Linked DNA regions of Felis catus: region 2 is linked to region 1. The links are chromatin contacts, called in public Hi-C maps. All regions are on one chromosome and are shown on one strand. The core of a region is the stretch at or near the end of the contact, and the rest is flanking DNA. Distances in the headings are between cores, read along the strand shown.

Region 1 (3,521 bases), core at 764-3,263:
ATTTTACAGGAATGCAACTGGCATGTAAATCAAGTAAACTTCAGTTGTTTAGAACCTTTCCAAGAATTGTTCACATTTTGTAAAATGAGGTTAACTAACAACAAATTTGAGTCACCAACATAACATACCTGTATCAGCCAGTAACTGTACTATTGCCATCACGGTGATTTCTACATGTACTTGCGAGATTCTTATTCCATCATATGTCTTCCAAGGTAGCTATGCCTGAGCAATCAGATGCTGGAATCGGTATATTTTATTATAAATTACTACCCTGTCATTTCCCCTTTATATGACTGTTTGGGTATTAGATTGGTTTTTTAAATTATATAACTAGACCATAATCAAGGGTCAGGAGACCCCTCACTCCACAAAAGACTTGCTGTACGAAGTTATAAGAATCAGTAATCTTTCTGGGCCTCCAGTGTCCTCATTCAGATAACAAATATTTATGGAACACCTGCTACTAACCAGAGTGTGGGCTGAGCTTTATCAGGTCAAAGAATGGAACATTGTCCTTGGTCTCAAGGAGATTCTCAGTCACTCTGAAAGAGAAGAGAGGTGACTAGATGCTCTCTGAGGTCTCATTCAGCTTTAACAGTCTATGAATCTATGAATCTAAATAGAATTTAATGTTTACTACCTTTTAGGTACATGAGTGAGGTTCCCTGAGCTCACAAATTTTGTTATATCGCAGGAAACAGTTATTTGAAAAGTTTCTCCAAAACAGTAAATCACAATCTTTATTTATCTCAATTCAAAGCATGTCTGTGAAACTTTCCTTTTTTCCCCCCAAACTAAGGTACAAGTATTGTTATCACTTTCAATTCCATTTAATTTTAATTCAGTGTCCCCTCCCTCTAAAAAGTCAGTGAGCACCTACTGGCCCTCTCTTCTCTCAGCAGTAATTACTTATTTTATCATACTGATGCTGCTGTTATCTTTACATGTACAGAGGCAATTTTAAATGAGTATATTTTAAGACAAATTTAAGGTTTTTAAAAATAAGAAATAATCTTAAGGGAGGGATAGAAGCATAGGGAAGAGAGAAAGTCGCAAAGAATACGGAAGCTTAGGTAAGAAGCACAATGTAATTATGGTGGACAGGATCAGGAAGAAACTTAAAAGACAACACAAAAACAAAACAATTTTTAAAGAAAAGGAAGAACAACGTGGTAGGAAAACAGCAGGGAGGAGAGCGAGACACATCCTCTTTGTTTTATTCTTGCCCCCAACAGCTGATACAGTGCCCCTTGGCTTCTCTCTGAGCTGTGCCAAAGGCAAAGGAGCACCAGGGTCAATGGGCCTCTGATGCCCCCTGCAGGTCCTCAAAGCAACTTGCTTTCCCTTTTTTAAAATAGGACTGATCAGCCCGTTATTTAACCTATATAGAGAAACCTGGGTCCGACAAGGAGACAGAGCAAAGCCAAGTTTCCACAGTGTATATTTCTGCGGATGACATCAAGATTATTCTGTGGCATTCCTCATATTAATGAAATGAGAGATTTCACCTGGATTTATCCAAGACCGGTAGTGTAGTTAGTTGTGATTTAGTTAAAATGCATGAAATTTGTCAGAAAGACCGGGTTTGAATTCCTGCTCTATAACTTATTAATTTTGTAATCCTGGGAAAGCTAATTGATCTCTTAGAGCTGCCTCCTCACCTTTAGAATGGACATATCAAGGCAGACCTCACAGGGTTGCTGTGAAGAATTGAATGTGGCATTATGGGTATAAAGTGCCTCGTTCAGTGTCTAGTACCTGGTAGCTCTCATCACCTCATTCCAAAGAGAAAAAATACATTAAGAGCTCTAGATCTCTGGTGATACCAGAAGCCATGGAAATGTAAATAACTGTCATGTTCTTTATATTCTCTCTCTCTCCCTCTTTCTCTCTCTCCCTTTCTCCCCTATTCCTCCACGCTGAAGCTCATTGCAGCTCCTGTGGTTTCTGATCCGGAGTGAGAAATCCCACAGGCGGAGCCCATGTTTCCTGAGCTGCCGCTCCCCTGTGAGGACTATCCTCACTGTAACTCGAACCTCATTTCCCAGGAGGATCCTTAGAACTCCCAGTACTTCATTCTCGTAGCCCTAGAAACTTGGAGGAGCGTGCACCTACAGACTTTTCCCACAACAGATGTCTGTGCCTAGAAACCTGCTGTCTCTGACCTTAATCCCACTCAGGGGAGGACACAGACACTGTTCATTAGCTGCCGCTCTTACCGTGTCTGCTGTACAGTACTACTTGGCAGAGCACCAAACAGCAACAATCCAAAAGCCATCCGCTCTTCTATGCCGTACGATTTGATGGCGACAAGTTTTGCAGGCCAGGTTTCCAGGAGATCTAGGACGGGTATTCCTAGCGGTCAATTCTGAGCTAGTCTGCATCACTAAACATACTTCATTGCCCTCCAGGCACATTTAGTCCTGCTATGGATGTAAGAACGGGAGAATCTTATCCCTCTTTTCACAGAAGAAGAAACAGTCCCAAGATCTCATTTTATAGATCTATTGCCTCTTCTGTACCCAATTCGGAAACCAAAAAGGTTAAATAACAATTTATCACTGTGTAAGGCTCAGCAGACTAAGTTTTAAAGTTTTGCTAAGCCCTTAATAAGACAGTAGTCATCAGTTAAAGGGACAAATTATTAGGTACTGAGACAGACAATACTGATCAGCTAATTGAGGAAAATTAGTCACAAGTATATAGGGAAATAAAGATATATAAAATCTTCCTATTCCTAATGACTCAAAAGATGTTTATAAATAACCAAAAATTTTACCTACTGACCACAAATTGAGAAGATTTAGGATAAAAGTCAATGGAAGGTACAGATAATTGTCTAAAAACACTTGTAGGCAGAACAGAAGGCCCCCCAAAATGTCCACATTGTAGTCTCCAGAATCTATGAATGCTACCTCATGGGGCAAAAGGGATTTTGCCAGATGTGATTAAATTAAGGAACTTTAAATGAGATTATCCGCAATTGTCTGTGTTGGCCCAACGTAGTCACAAGGGTCCTTAAATGTGAAGAGGGAGGCGGAAGAATCCAAGGCGGTATCAGGACAGAAGAGGCTGGAGTGATACCGTTGCAGGCTGCGGCCTAGAACCAAGAACTGAGGGTGCCCTCTAGAGGCTGGAAAAAGCAAGGAAACCGACTCTGTCCTAAATCCTCCAACCCTGCGGACACCTCAGATTTTAGCCCCGTGAGATCCATTTTGAGCTTCTGACCTCCAGAACTATGTTTGCACTATTTTAAGCCACTAAGTTTGTGGTGATTTGTCAGAAGCAATAGGAAACTAATACATGTTATTTTGGCTATTTCAGGTTAATGTGCAGTTTTGGTGAGAACATACTCAACAAAATTGTCAACAAATTCTATGATGTTCCTTTTGTGTGTACTCAGTGTATCACAAGGTATTTTCAGAAGACATGAAAGGAAAAAAAAATTAATACTTAAATGGAAGGCAGAGTTACTACAGCCTAATTGGACGTATTAAAACCACAAACTTTATGGAACG
Region 2 (3,521 bases), core at 627-3,126, 46 kb before region 1:
TAATTGTATTTTCTTTTTCATACATTGCTATATTTTCTAAACCTTTTATAAGAATGTAACCTTTTTGCAATTAGATTTCAAATTCACAATAAGTGTCTTTTTTTTTTTTAGGTTTATTTCTTTTGAGAGAAAGAGTGCACACACACATGTGCAAGCAAGGAGAGTGGCAGAGAGAGATGGTGAGAATCTCAAGCAGGCTCTGCACTCAATTTCACATGCACTGAGCCAAAATCAAGAGTTGGATGCTTAACCGACTGAGCCACCCAGGTGCCCCAAGTCATTGTTATTTTTTAAAAATTTTTTTAACGTTTATTCATTTTTTGATAGAGACAGAGCATGCGTGGGGGAGGGGCAGAGAGAGAGGGAGACACTTCTGTGAAGCAGGCTCCAGGCTCTGAGCTGTCAGCACAGAGCCTGACTCGGGGCTTGAACTCACAGACCGCGAGATCATGACCTGAGCTGAAGTCGGATGCTCAACTGACTGAGCCACCCAGGCGCCCCCATCATTGTTATTTTTTAAATGGCTGTCAAATGTTGCCTCCTCCAGGATTTGTTCTGTGACCACTCCAAGGGTCAACATTCTCAAAGTATCCCCTAGTGTCCTCTACCATTCACTGGGAACACTGGATTTTGACTGCTTATCTATCTCCTGACAAGACTTGAAGATCTTTGAGGGAAGAAACTGAGTCTTTAATGTCTGAGTCCTCAGGGCCTACCTAGCACAGAAACTAAGCATTTGTAAAGGTTTGTGGATCAAATGAAGAACTCAAGTAAGTGGGAGTGTAGAAACAGGTTGTTCTCATTCTAAATTCAGTTGCATCTTCCCTGAGACTAATGGATCCAGGATTTTCTCCACTCTTGACTGTACTCTGGGGCCTGGGAAAAACTTGGGAAGCATACAGCAAGATTTTGAAGAACAGCCTCCCTAAACAGTCAGCACCAGGGTTGCATGAACCTAGCGTGAGCGAGAGCTTAAATTCAAATTGGGGTTTCCTAGCAAGAGCCAAGATCAGTCACATGGTGGCACTTAAAGGATTCCCTGAGTCTGCTCATTCCTTTGGGATCACTCACTCCTCCCAGGACCTCCCCTGGGAACAAAGGAAAACCCAGGACTTGGGACTTTTATAGCTGCTAGTAGTTTGCATTTAACCCTAACCACAATTAAAATAAATGGGGGCGGGGGAACACTATCCATCCAGTAGGAGACACTTAGGTTTTCTCTAAATTTCTTCCAGAAATTTCTCCTAAAGGGCTTTGAGAACCAAACAAGCCAATTACAGGACAAAAAGGAGGCTTAGAAACTTTGCTCTTAACAATGCCAAGCTGAGTTTTCCACCACGTAAAGCCATCCCCAAGGAGGGGTAAATCCCTTGTTGAACAAAAGGTTTGTATCCACGGCGCCAACAAGCCAAGCGGCACTCTTCATACCCCACCCAGAGAGACGGGCACCAGGAGTAGGTGGAGCGGGGCTCAGGCCACGAAGACCCTCGGGACTGAAATCCGGAGCCTAACACGAGAACTACGACCATCCTGCGACGGTTAGGACTCCACGTGCCCCTCCCAGCAGTGTTGTCTAGAAATTAATTCCTGGACCTGTAGGTTACACCGGTTGTGGGGCAGGGCGCCCCACCCGCAGAACGGCTGGATTGAGGACTGCGCCTTCCCTCTCTAAAACCAGACCCGAGAGGAAGGGCACGGCCCAGGGCGGGGGTGTCCTGAACCATCCGAGAGCCCTGGAGCGGGGACGGACGTGCACAAGAACGCTCTCCGCCGAGGTGACAGCGGGCGGAGGCTGGGCGTGAGGCCCACGGCATCGCCTGGGAGGGGGTGTGCCCGCGCGGGGCGCGGGGGGACAGGAAGAGGAGGGCGGGGAAGGGGTGGGGTGAGCAGGGACCGGGACACCGGCCCAGGCTCCTCCTGCCTCCCCTCCCCACCCCCACTCCCCATACTAAGGCTCCCAGCCCGCCACGCTCTGCTCACTGGCCCGCGCGTCCCAGCCAAGCGAGAGTCCCCGCCGCGCCTCCAGCCAAGGTGAGTTCAGCCGGCTGCTCCCGAGCCCCTCCCGCCCCCCCCCCGCCCGGCCGCGACCCCGCGCGCGGGGAAGCCCCCCCATCGGCTGCCCCAGCGCCGGGGTCCGCTGGGCGTCCGCCGCTCCGCGCCCTGGGCCACACCCCGGCGAGACCGGCAGCGCCCCTGCCGCGATCCTCGAGGAGTGGAGGAGGGGCGCTCGTCCTCCGTACCGGACCTCCGTGTCCACGCCTGGGGTCTCTGCGCTCTCCTCCCTTTCCGTCGATCTCTCCTCACTCCCACTTTCCTGCTTTTCCACTCGTCACCCGAGCTATTCGCCCCGTCCTGGCCGGCATATGCGCTCGCTCTGGCTGCAGGCTGACCTCTGTCCAGATGTGTGCGGCCTCCTCCGAGCTGGACTGCCCGGCAGCCAGCAGATCCCTTCCTAAAGGGCACTGCTCAGTCCCTCGCCCTGATGTTTCAGGTTGGGCTTCCTGTTGTTTGTCTGCCAGACAGGAAAGGGGGAGGTCTATTTGTTTTCTTTATAAGCCTGGCTAGCGAGATTTGGGGGGGAGGGAATATATGAAGGGATTTCTCTACTCAAAGGATTCCCTTCTTGCGATCTTAATTACACAAGTGGAACTATAAAGAGGGGGAAGAGTAGGTTTGATGAAGGACCTCCCAACCCAGATTAATCTGGCCCAGTGCAAAGAGACAGATAGACCTGCCCTTGGTACCTGGTCACCACTTTAAGCTTGGCCAAAGGAATGTAGCTTCCTCCAGCCCTGGACGCTGCTAACTGTCCATCTAGACTCCAGCTAACTGAAACAGGGACTCTGGCGTGTCGGGTGGGGCTGGGGAGGAAAGTAGAGCGGCTACAAGCTGGGCAGAGCCCTTAGCCCAGACTCTGGAACACATTAAGCCTACACCCCCTTCCCTCCCCAGGGGAGCTGAGAGCATTGCACAGGGCGTGGTTAGCACAAAGGGCTCCCAGATCCCCTTAGTGCAGGCCGGTGACTCAGCTGTGAGACCATGTGGGTGTGGTCCGCGATGGTTCCAGATACTCTCTGCAGATGGCCGGACAGAACACTCCCTAAAGGAAAAGGGGAACTGTGCCATCTCAGAGGGCATTTTCCAAGAGGAAGTGAGTCACACCAGGACTGGCTGGCAATCTGAAGGAGAGGTTTCTTGACTGATCCGTGGGTGAGGGCAGCAATTAGACTGGCAGAGCCATGGTAAGACACAGCACTGTCGGATGATTGGCCCGCGTGCCTGCTGGCAGGTGGCCTAAGCTTCACTAGTGAGGTAGCTCTTCCCGTCAAGAGGTTTGCGGTAATTGCTGCAGATTTTTTTCCCCCTGCAGCTTGAGATTCAACCTGCAGTAGCGGATCTTTACATCCTGAACTTCAGGTGAGGCCAGGCTCACGGAAACACGCCGACGGACAGAGATCTTTGCCTCCAACATGTTTCGGCAGATTGAAAAAGATAATACCAGAGGCTGGGGCAGAAATGAG

The links. Hi-C and Micro-C count contacts between places; a contact is called where the count stands out from the background.
Region 2: a contact with region 1 is called in a Hi-C map of skin fibroblasts, with 4 times the contacts expected there. The contact joins the promoter of S100A10 here to the enhancer-like site in region 1. A contact is called at or near these places in 2 of 3 Hi-C or Micro-C datasets (fibroblasts and skin fibroblasts).

Annotation. Positions count from the first base shown.
Region 1 is chrC1:106,437,378-106,440,898 of F.catus_Fca126_mat1.0, reverse strand. No RefSeq gene overlaps it. Among named protein-coding and RNA genes, the nearest start is that of THEM4, 18 kb to the right of the region's middle. Within about 2 kb of position 2,013, at least 1 of the 10 cell types and tissues checked has an H3K27ac peak or open chromatin away from gene starts, as enhancers often do.
Region 2 is chrC1:106,483,519-106,487,039 of F.catus_Fca126_mat1.0, reverse strand. S100A10 (protein S100-A10) reads left to right here and starts at 1,876. Exons shown (of 3, transcript XM_023259176.2): 1 at 1,876-2,031.